Regions from separate parts of the Mus musculus genome. Here region 2 is linked to region 1. Evidence: chromatin contacts called from public Micro-C data. All regions are on one chromosome and are shown on one strand. The core of a region is the stretch at or near the end of the contact, and the rest is flanking DNA. Distances in the headings are between cores, read along the strand shown. Region 1 has its middle 14 kb from the start of Gm52259. Region 2 has its middle 94 kb from the start of Gm52259.

The links. Hi-C and Micro-C count contacts between places; a contact is called where the count stands out from the background.
Region 2: a contact with region 1 is called in a Micro-C map of muscle stem cells, with 2.1 times the contacts expected there. The contact joins two enhancer-like sites. A contact is called at or near these places in 7 of 484 Hi-C or Micro-C datasets (3T3-L1-derived adipocytes, the C2C12 cell line, adipose-derived mesenchymal stem cells and 3 more).

Annotation. Positions count from the first base shown.
Region 1 is chr16:65,922,100-65,928,274 of GRCm38.p6, reverse strand. No RefSeq gene overlaps it. Among named protein-coding and RNA genes, the nearest start is that of Gm52259, 14 kb to the right of the region's middle. Within about 2 kb of position 2,049, at least 3 of the 459 cell types and tissues checked have an H3K27ac peak or open chromatin away from gene starts, as enhancers often do. A contact at or near this core is called in muscle stem cells, where this site is marked.
Region 2 is chr16:66,001,620-66,007,118 of GRCm38.p6, reverse strand. No RefSeq gene overlaps it. Among named protein-coding and RNA genes, the nearest start is that of Gm52259, 94 kb to the right of the region's middle. Within about 2 kb of position 2,303, at least 7 of the 459 cell types and tissues checked have an H3K27ac peak or open chromatin away from gene starts, as enhancers often do. A contact at or near this core is called in muscle stem cells, where this site is marked.

The sequences.
Region 1 (6,175 bases), core at 800-3,299:
GGAGTAGACCTTTGTGACTAGTTTTAGGAATGTAATCAATCGTTCAGAAAGGAGGAGGGAAAGGGAGAGAGGTAAGGGTTTTCAGAGCCATATTTACAATGCTCAGGCCTTACATGAGTACTTCACTATTTCAAGTGTTTGGGTCATATATGAAGCCTAAGAAGAAGGAAGACCAAAATGTGGATGCTTCAGTGCTTTTTAGAAGGGTAAACAAAATACTCAGGAAGAAATATGGAGACAAGTGTGGGGCAGAGACAGAAGGAAGGGCCATCCAGAGACTGCCCCACCTGGGATCCATCCCATATGCAATCACCAAATCTGGAAGCTATCGTGGATGCTAGGAAGTGCTTGCTGATGGAAGCCTGATATGGCTGTCTCTGGAAAGGCTCTGCCAGAGCATGACATACAGAGGCAGAAGCTCGAAGCCAACCATTGGACTGAGCTTGAGGGTCCCTGATGGAGGAATTAGAGAAGGAACTGAAAGAGCTGGAGGGTTTTGCAGCCCCATGGAGGGAGCAACAGTGTCAACAGGTCAGATCTCCCAGAGATCCCAGGGACTGGGTCACCAACCAAAGAATACACATGGAGAGACCCATGGCGCTGGCCATATATGTGGCAGAGGATGGCCTTGTTGGACATCATTGGGAGGAGAGGCTCTTGATCCTGAGGGTGTTTGATGCTTCAGTGTAGGGGAATGCCAGGACAGGAGGACAGTAGTGGGTGGGTGGGTGGGTGAGCACCCTCATAGAGGCGAGGCGGGGGTGCAGATGGGATTGGGGGTTTCCAAAGGGGAGACCTGGAAAGGGGAAAACATTTGAAATGTAAATAAGGAAAATGTCCAATCAAAAAATAAAAATAAAATCAAAAAAGAAAAGAAATAAAAACTGAGAGAGAAAGAGAACTTAAATCTGAAATTATAAACTCTTACAAACATACATATCTGTGTAAATAAATGCCTAGAATTGGTTTCCAAATGGCAACAATAGTAATAGCGCAAACTACAAGTAGGATATAATATTTTCTGAGGTTTATATCCTAGAACTCATATATTAAAATCCAACCAGTAAAACAATTAGGGTAGTCATCAGAATTTGTAAATTTCAGCAAAAGCTATTACACTGTTTTTGATTTTTGTCCTGAAGAATTTTATTATGAATATCCTATTTTTTAACCTTCATGGATTTACTCAACATAAAGTTCATAGTTGTGGTGACTGATCTTGGTTGTCAAGTTGACTGTATATAATAATAACAACAAAGACAATAAGTAAAAAGTTAAAAACAAAAATAAAAACAAAACAAGCGTCTGGACATACCTTTGAAGGATTTCCTAAACTTAGATCATTTGAAGTGAGAAGACCCATCCTGATCATGTGCTACGCTTTTTGGTGGCAGCCTACATAAAAACACATAGAAAAAAGAAAAAAAAAAAAAAAAGGTTTTGACTGCTTGTCCACACTCTTTGTTTTGTTTTGCTTTTAATTGGTTGTTTTATTTATTTACATTTCAAATGTTATTCCCTTCCCAGTTCCCCTCCGAAAACCCCCTATTGCACCCCCTTTTACCTGCTTCTATGGGGTTGTGCTCTTCACCCTCCCACCCACTCCTGCCATCCATCACACATGCAGCCACCAAACCCAGTCACTATTATTGATGCCAAGAAGTGCCTGCAGACAGGAGCCTAATATCAATGTCTCCTGGGAGGCTCTGCTAGAGCCTTACCAATACAGATGAAGATGTTTGCAGCCAACCATCAGACTGAGCACAGGACCCCAGTGGAGGAGTTAGGGGAAGGACTGAAGGAGCTGAAGGGGTTTGCCCACACTCCTCCTGACAAGTTCATCTGGACTGATCATGAAACATTCCTTCACCGGAATTAGAACCTACCCCAGGATCCCAAACCTCTTGAGAATTCCAACAAAGACTGAAGACAGACAGCTCTCTGGGTCTTCCCTGGGACTGGGAGTCCAGCACTGGGCTGGGACACCCAGTGTTTTAGACTGTATGACTACTTAATCCTTGATCTTTGCATCAGGAGACAGCTGTTGTTAGATGACTCAAACTGCAGCTTGTAAAGCACTGTAATAAATCCCAACCTGTTGAGCCGACTGCAGGCTGTGTACTATACCCAAGATTTTATAGCTTTTGGGAGCTGTCATCCATGATGGGCTGTGCTCTGGTAATGCAGCTGTCTTTGAGTCATTCTGTTCCTGTATATAACCCTCACCTTTACTCCTAAGTATCTCCAACAAAATTCTCATTTCATTGGACTTCAGTGGTATGTCATAATATACAGAGATAGAATTTTTCTTCATCTAAGTTCTGTTTCTTTAGAGAACACTGACTAAAACAGAAATCAATAACAATGACTTGTGTTGTGCAAAATTGCTAAAGAATTAGGACTATCTGCTTCACCACACATAAAAGAGATAAGTATACAAGTTAATTCATATGCTAAATAGATAGATGTAGTCCTTACGCTGTGTAAATACATTTCAAAACAGCATGTTATAAATTTTAAGATTCCTTTTGTTTATTTGTTTAAGATGACATCGATTTTTAACATCTTTAAAGTCTTCTAAAATAATTGTGATAGCTCACTGCTGCACAAAAATTTCCATTACTTATAATTTCCCAATGAAGATTATAAATATATAGTATCCAAATCACATCATGGATTTTTCTTGTTGCTTATATTGAATTCTAAAACATAAGCATCAACTTGAGAGCCATTTTTGGTGAAGCTATGAACAATCAACACAGTTAGTGTGGCCTCAGTTTCATTTCCAAGAAAAATAAAATAATTCTATTAATTCTATAAAGATGAAGCATCTCTTATTGATTTCTATTCACTAGATCTACTCTAACACTCTTCATAGATACATAAATCCTTAGTTTGTGGGATTGTAAGACTTTATAACAATTGGCATCTAGTGGACCCTCTTATTTAACAGTTGAAATAATTATAATGTCTACATAAAACGCTTTGTCTATGTTGTATAGCCAACATTTTTCTTTGGTATCTTAAATGAAGCATGTTAAATTCCAGCAATAGTTTTATCTGTATTTCATCAGTTTTCTGAACTTTCCAAGTTTTTGGGGTATCTGCACAGAAAAACGTGTATTTTACTTAACATAAATTTTAATTTGCTTAACATTTGATAGCAATTTAATATATTCAAATATGAAATTTGCCCCTAAGACTGTTCAGTTGTATACAGCATGGTTCCTTCAGGTGTCTCTCTAACATTGCATGTTGCTGGACTCCATCTTAATCAGACAATAATTCAATACTAAATTTTCCATAATTTATTCTTTTTAGATTTGGTACCGGGAACATACACATCTGTATAAATCAGTAAACAAAACTGTCCCTTGAGTCTTCATTAATTAAACAAACAGAAATTAGTCAGACACTAACAACCAATAGAAGAAACTGCCAGTACATTGAAAAAGAAACTACATATTACGCTCTTTCTGCTGGTCTCAATTACATTATTCACAGTGAATTACATTATTCACTCTTTGCGTATGCTTGTGCAGTCTGGTCTTGGACAGGAATTAACATAATCACCTGTTCTCTTTGAAATGCTACTTCTGGTGTGGAACTTTCTTATTGACATATATAGTTTCATATTAATTTTACAACTGACCTTAAGTACTTTTCTGAAAACTATAACTTAAAACTCTCTGCTAATATCGAGATACCTAGACATATCACCACCTAGAATAATACTGCTCACTTATGCAGGAATGTCTGAATCTAGATATTTGAACATTCTGGAAAATTTAAGATATGTATTGCATTTCAAGTACAGTATCTTTTTTTATTTCTGGGCTTGTAGCATTATGGATGTCTGATTAGAAGTAATCAAATGAGTAAATCATTGGCAAAATTTTCAGTTAAACATTTCCTCAAAAATTATGATAGTACAGTTTGTTTAGATGGACCATGTTTACTTTCTGGAAACTGAGGGGCTTTTCATAGGCATGGAGCAATAAAGAAGATAAAAATTAACTTGTACTACTTGTCAAATCAAAAGTTTGAGTATGCCTCTCTCTCTCTCTCTCTCTCTCTCTCTCTCTCTCTCTCTCTCTTTGTGTGTGTGTGTGGTGTATGTGTGTGTGTAAAATTCAACATCTATGGGTACCTTGAGATATTTGAGTTTAGGTATGCATGAGAAACTTTACGAATTTTTAACATACATTGGCAGGACTCCAGGAGAACATTATAAATTCTCTAATGGAGAAACCACGTGTTTCTCATCTTGAGTGTAGTACAATTTTTGACACATAGTAGGCAGTTAAAAATATGTGTTGAATGGAAAACGACTAAATGGCTGAATGTTCTTAAGCACTCTGATGTAGCAGTTGGAGGGTATTTTTGGAACTGGGTGTGATGAATATAAGCACTGACTACAGCAGCAAAGATTTTTCCTTTCACAAAAGTCCAAGGGTTCTTGACAGGTATGCACATTCCCCGTAGTACCAAAAGGTTTTCTTGATGTTTTCTTAAATGTGTGCACCATGGAAAGGTTTGGTTAAATCTCAGAGAAGGACAATTACCTTTCTATTTGTTCCCCTTTAGTCTATGGCATGCTGACTTCTCCATCATTTAGCTACTATTTATAGCTTAGATATATGATGCCAATGATTGAAAGCACCTTTTTAAAAATAATTGTCACACTATTAAATTCTCATTTAACATATTTTGATCAGGTATTACCCACAAAACCAGAGAATATAGCTGTGATGTTATTGTTCATGTTAAGTCTAGATTAAAAAAAATTATCTAACACAGTTCATTCTATTTGTAACAGGGATAGATTTGAATTGGTCTTGCAAACTTTATATGCCTCAGTACAGGGGAACGCCAGGGCCAAGAAGTGGGAGTGGGTGGGTAGGGGAGTGGGGGGGGGCGTATGAGGGACTTTTGGGATAGCACTGGAAATGTAAATGAAGAAAATACCTAATTAAAATTTTAAAAAGAAATGAAACTAAATTGTTGACTTTACACCATGGTCTTTGTAAAAAACCCATTTGCTGTGATTTTAATACTTGTACTATAGTATGTCTTTCTGTCTCTCTCGGTCTCTCTGTCTCTCTCCCTCTCCCCACCCCCCCACTCGTGTGTGTGTGTGTGTGTGTGTGTGTGTGTGTGTGTGATTTTTACTACACGTTGGACTATTTAGAGTTCTTATTTCTGAAAATTCATTCCTATAAAACTAGAACCAAAAGCACATGGCTAGAAATGTCATTTTTTCTCTATTTTTTTATTTAATATATTTCAGTACTTTTAGTATGTAAGGCAGTAATGCAAGACTTTCCCTTACTTTTCTGCATTCTTAAGTCTGGATACTAAAGTCTAAAATACAGACAGATCTTGTTGGTTTCAGCACCAAATTTGTTGTTGATACTGTGACTGCTTTGCTCTGACTATGTCTCCTTGCTCCCTCAGATGCTAAACTAATCCTTCTTGGAGAGCTGGGTATTCTTACAGTTATTCTAGTGTTTTATAGCAAAGGCATGTTTTATTTAATTTTTGTCATACTATTCTTTCATATTGTAAGTCAATATACCACTAAACATTCTATATGAAAGACTAAATTATGGAACAAATCTGAATCCATCACAGTCTACAACTGGGAGAAAACACATGAATTTAAATTACCCCCCACAAGTGCTCACATTAATTCTTCAAATGGTACAATTCAAATAGCAGTAGTAGTGAAGCAGGCTCCCTGAGAGTAGCAATTATATCCCAATTATATCATTTCCAGGCTCTTAGCTGCTTCTGTATCAAGACCCACATCGTAACCATAGAACAGACTGTTTCTGAGGAAAAACAAACCCTGCCCTTTTCAGTCCTTTTCATTTTTATTATGTTTACAGGTTTCCTTTTTACAAAGCTAAACATTGACCTGGATAATTGTTGTATCCAAAGCAACAGACATAACCATATTAGTCAAAATGCATTTTGTTATCTTTGGAACAGAATAGCCAACTTAGCAAAATCACCAAAAATCTCAATTAATTATCCTCAGCTCCATTCTTTTACCCTGAATGCCAATTTTCTTTTGACTGCCTACATATATGAATGCACCTACCCTGTAAATCGGTGAAACTTACTGATTTATAGGGCAACAAAACAAAACACTGTGATTAAAAATGTTCCT
Region 2 (5,499 bases), core at 1,054-3,553, 79 kb before region 1:
CACAATCACCAAACCTAGACACTATTGTGGATGCCAACAAGTGCTTGCTGAGAGGAGCCTGATATAGCTATCACCTGAGAGGCTCTACTAGTGCCTGACACAGAGGTAGATTCTCTCAGTCAACCATTGAGCAGAGGATCCCCAGTGGGATGAAGGACCCAAGGAGCTGAAGGGGTTTGCAGCCCCATAGAAGGAACAATATTAACCAATCAATACCCCAGAGTTCCCAGGGACTAAACCACCAACCAATCAGTAAACATGGAAGGACCCATGGATCCAGCCGCATATGTAACTGAAGATGGCCTTGTTGGGCATCAATGGGAGGAGCGGCCCTTGGTCCTGTGAAGGCTCTATGCCCCACTGTAAGGGAATGCCAGCTCAGGGAAGCAGAAGTGGGTGAGTGGGTGAAAAGGAGGAGTTGGGAGGGGGGATAGGTGATTTTCGGAGGGTAAACCAGGAAAGGAGATAACATTAGAAATGTAAATGCATTGAAAATGTAAACGAGGATAATACCTAATTAAAAAAAAATAAAAAAAGAAATGTAAATAAAGAAAATATCTAATACATATATTGATTCTGTATCCTGTGTATTTTCTGTTATTAGGCTAATGACAAAAGAGCAATGAATCTAATATTTTCACACGTAAATTAAAACGTTTTTATTTAATGAAATAAGCTTGCTTGACACAAGGTCTGAGGATTTGCTGGTGTCTTACATCATTCTGCCAGTAGGTGGAGCAGCTATGACTACGCGTTTTAAAATTTAGTACTGTGGTCACTGACAAAAACTGGGCTTAAATAATTCATTACTGTTTTAGAATAAGTTCCATAAATGGAAACATGTGTCTACATTGGTTCTTTTAAAAACTGATTATCTGACAATGATTACTATAATATGTTATAAATCATGTTAATATTATACCAGTCAGGAAACAAAATGCCCTTCAGTATCTGTTGTACCTAAATCCGTCATACTCCCTAAGAGAACGAGTACTGCATAAATACATTCGGTGTCCAGCTCCACAGGTTCAACCTTCAATTACCTATTTCTGGACAGCATTCTTACCTTTATGTCAGGGCTCACTTTCATACTACTCAACTATCTTTCTTTCTCTCTCTTTCTTCTTTCTTTCCTTCTTTCTTTCTTTCTTTCTTTCTTTCTTTCTTTCTTTCTTCCTTTCTTTTTGGTTTTTCGAGACAGGGTTTCTCTGTATAGCCCTGGCTGTCCTGGAACTCACTTAGTAGACCAGGCTGTCCTCGAACTCAGAAATCTGCCTGCCTCTGTCTCCCAAGTGCTGGGATTAAAGGTGTGCGCCACCACCCCCCGGCTTAACTCTATTTTTTTTTTTATACATTTGAAAACTATATTCAATAACAAACATGTAAAAAGCAACTCAAGCTTTTTTCTTAAGATGTATTCCAATCTGCTTTCTCAATTTTCATGGCAAACATGGAGTACTTGCATTGTGCAATATTTGCTAGCTTAATTGATCACTTTAAAGAAGCCTACTGAAGTTGATTTTGCGTTCCAGAGTAAAGTTATTCAAATGCTCAAATTTTTAGTATGAATTAGAAAGCAAAACTTCCAAGGAACATGGAGGTTTAAGATTATGTCTGAGAAGTAAATGTAATTAAATTGATGAAGCAGTTGGAATAGTGATGTTCATGCTCTATCATTACCCCAATAGCCCACCTCAAGCCACGTCACGTTAAGAGATGATATATAATGCTCAGGGCATTGATAAACAGATTTGTCTCTATGAGTTAAATCGTTATCCTGCAGCCTCGAGACTTGCAGAGTCCCTTAGAAATTTTCCCAGTTTAATTTATAAAGCAAAAAAATACTTTTTTTTTTTAAACTCCTCACTCCATCAGCTTCAGGAACTGGCTGACCAGCAGCTTCTCATCCCTCTTTGAGATACTCTGTGGAATTTGAACATTGGGTCCACCCACGACTTCAAGACTTTGATCTCTGTGGTGCCTGAGATCATTCTTTCTTGGGTCTGGTCTTCCTCTCCATCAGTCCTATTTCATAGTCTGTATTTTAATTTCTCTACTGCATTCCAGCAGCCGCGTACCCACACTGAAGAAATCCCCTCCAGCCACAGGGCCGCCTTTCTCGGGCCTCTCATAATTGACCGTTCTCACTCAAGCCCTTTGTGCCCCCTTCACATCCCGCTCTTTATCCCCTCTTTGCTCAGCCAAGAATTTTCAGATTCCTGGGGCGACTTTGTGGCACTATGACCAATGCTGGTCCCAGCTCTGGTCTTCCTGTCCTCTTCACCCCTTGACTTAGTGGCTGGCAAATTTCCAAGGGCAGTGAAATCCAGCCCTTCACCCTCCCATCCCATAGCAGCTGTCTAGAAAAATTCCTCTGCTCCGTGAACGGATATCAATTCCAATCTCTGTTTCCTAATCTCTAATGGGCACTTAACACTCGTGAAGATAACCAGTTCAGTTTGTAAGCTCCAGAGACCGTACACACCTCTTTTCCGTCTCAGGATACTCCTCCTCAGCCTACACTGTCCCCCTTTCCGTGTTATATAAAGGCCAATGAGGAGAGTTGAGCATGCCCTCAAAACCCACTTCACCAAGCATCTGCTTCTGAACTGGAGGCAATGTTATCTTCCTGTCCGTTACACAGAGCTGCTTTTTATTGTCTAAAAGAAGCTCTATGATCAGAAGAAACTTTTATCTATTGATTCCTACACACTTAGCTTCTCTCTCCCTATACCAAGGTTTTTCTCAGGTCTCAATATTGCCAACAACACCATAAAATGCAAACAAGAAGACTAGTCCTCTGACTTTCCCTTCTTTTGTTAATCTACCTTAGTTGGATTTTAACCCCTTCCCTTCCGCTTTACTAAAATTCTACTTAGAAATGTCTCTCCGTGATCAGAATGGTCTAGTATTGAAGCTTCAGTATGCTTGCATAGTTTTCCTTCCTTTCACAGCTTTCTCACTGAGGCTCTGTAACTCCACCCACTTCTGATTATCTTCTAACCGAAGGTCATTTCTTCTCAAGCACCATTAGCCCCTGCTCTCAACACTAAAAAACAGCTTATGCTCCAGGGAGGAGGGATGCCTGGTGGAGGTGGGTGGCGGTTCTCTCAGAGGCAAAGAGGAGAGGGAGGAGATGAAGAGTTCTGGGAGGGGGACCAGGGAGGGGGCAATATTTAGGATGTAAATAAATAAAATAATTAATTAAAAAATACAAAAACGGAGAGATGAAGGCAGACTTTGCTTGCCCCTGCCTGTAAATCCTAGCCATTTGGCATGCTGATTCAAGAGAATCAAAATGTTAAGGACTAGCTGGGTGTGGTGGCACATGCCTTTAATCCCAGCACTCAAGAGGCAGAGGCAGGCAGATTTGTGAGTTTGAGGCCAGCCTGGTCTACAAAGTGAGTTCCAGGACAGCCAGGGCTATACACAGAAAACCCTGTCTCGAAAAAACAAAAACAAAACAAAAATGTTAAGGACTGTCTGGGATACACAATGTGTTCAAGGCCAGTCTAGGAACGCTGTGAGGCTCTGACTCGAAATAAAAATTACAGAACAAACAAAGAGTGTGGAAACTACTCAGAGGTGAGGTGCTAGCACAGCATTGTGTGCCTGGATCCAGACACCAGCGCTGAAATGAAGGAGAAGGAGGAGGTAGTCTAGGAGTAGAGGCTTACTGAATTGAAGCTTTCTCAGGACTATGTGCACCATCGCCACATTAGGGGAGGTGGGTAGAGCAAAACAGTTCACACTGTGGCAAGCCAGCCAGGAAGCAGATGTCAGGGAGGTGCTAGAGCCTCACTGCCCTTCCCATGTTTCCCTCTTTCCTCTGACTAAGCCATTAGCGCACCTCAGTTAGTCTTCAACATTGAAACTGGCAGACATGCTTTGCCGGTCCCACAGGCGACCCTAAACACAGTCAAGCGATAGTAAAGGTCTGCTACCACAGACAACTCAGTGCTCACTACTATCAGATAAAACATACAAATTATTATAGTGTTTATCTCTTTCATGGTGTGTGTGTGTGTGTGTGTGTGTGTGTGTGCGTGTGTGTGTGTGTTTATTTACACATTAACACCACACATATGAATCTAACCGGACAATTTTTTCTTCCACCATGAAGACTAGAACTCAGACTATGAAGCATGGAGCCTTATGAGCATGTGTTTATCTTAGCAGCTCATTTTTGGTGGTTTTAAGTGTCTTCCTCCAAACTTCACTTAAATATACTTTTGCTTGTCAAGGTACAACTGGCCTTTATGTGCTCCCATTCAGACCTATGAACTGAAATACACTTTTATCCCATTTTCATCTCACATGAACAAACTTGGAAATATTTCCTACATATAATTCATGGGCATAATGTGGCAGGGGTGGGGGGCACATCCACGACACACATGAGGCCAGAAAAGAGCTCTGTGGAGTGGGTTCTCTCCCTTCACATTTCTGTTGTTTCCAGGAATGAAGTCAGGTCACCAGAAATAGGTGAAAATTGTCAATACCCATGGAGCCACCTCGCCGCCACTAACATTTGATTTTGTAAAATGAGTATGTTATGTCAGTCATAATTTTAAATCCTACCATAGATCATAAAGAAGAATAATACTCATTCTGATCTAGTTTGCATAAAATTCAGTAGTTGTGTACAGTGTTTTATTATAATCACAAGGTTGGGAACACTACTAGTGACATGCAAAGATAGCACAGGAACTATGGACTGTGTCGCTGTGGAGGTCGCTTTGTATGAGAAACTAATATGGTCTTCAATTACTTGTCCATTAGTGAGTATTGGATTTCTTCTTCTCCTTCTTTCCTCCTCCTCCTCCTCCTTCTCTTTCTCCTCCTGCTTTTTCTCCTTCTCCTCCTTCTTCTTCCTCCTCCTCTTCCCCATCTTTCTCCTCCTCCACCCTACTTCACCTCCTCCTTCATTCTCCTTTATGTTTTCATCTTACATGAACAAACTTGAAAATATTTCATGCATATAATTCTTGCACATACTGTGAATTATGCACCTCCTCCATCCTGCTATACCTCCTCCACCTCTTCCTTCACCTCCTCCTCCTCCTCCAACACCTCCTCTTCCTTCTCCTCTCTCCTCCTCCTTCTCCTCTTCCTTCTTCTTCTCTTCCTTCTTTTTCTGGGATATATCTATAGATGTTGTTATGAATTTTTAAAATATCCAATGTTCCTTTAAGTTTAAACTATAGTTATAAGTAGAATGAATGTTGGGTAAGTAATCAACTTTGTAGGATAATCAGTTTGTTCAATGTGCAAACATTCTCTGAAAAACACCAGAAGTCCAGATCCCATACTACCAATCCCTCTGGGATGTTATGTTTTCTATTCGCAAGTACAGCATGTGCTTGTTTTGAATGTTCAGTCACCCATCAGTCAGGGATATAGCTTGAGCAGCAGTGAACAGTCCTGGACTATCTCGCTTAAAATAAACAGGGGACTTAAGCAATGGTCAAAATATGTTCTCTGACATTAAAATGTAAA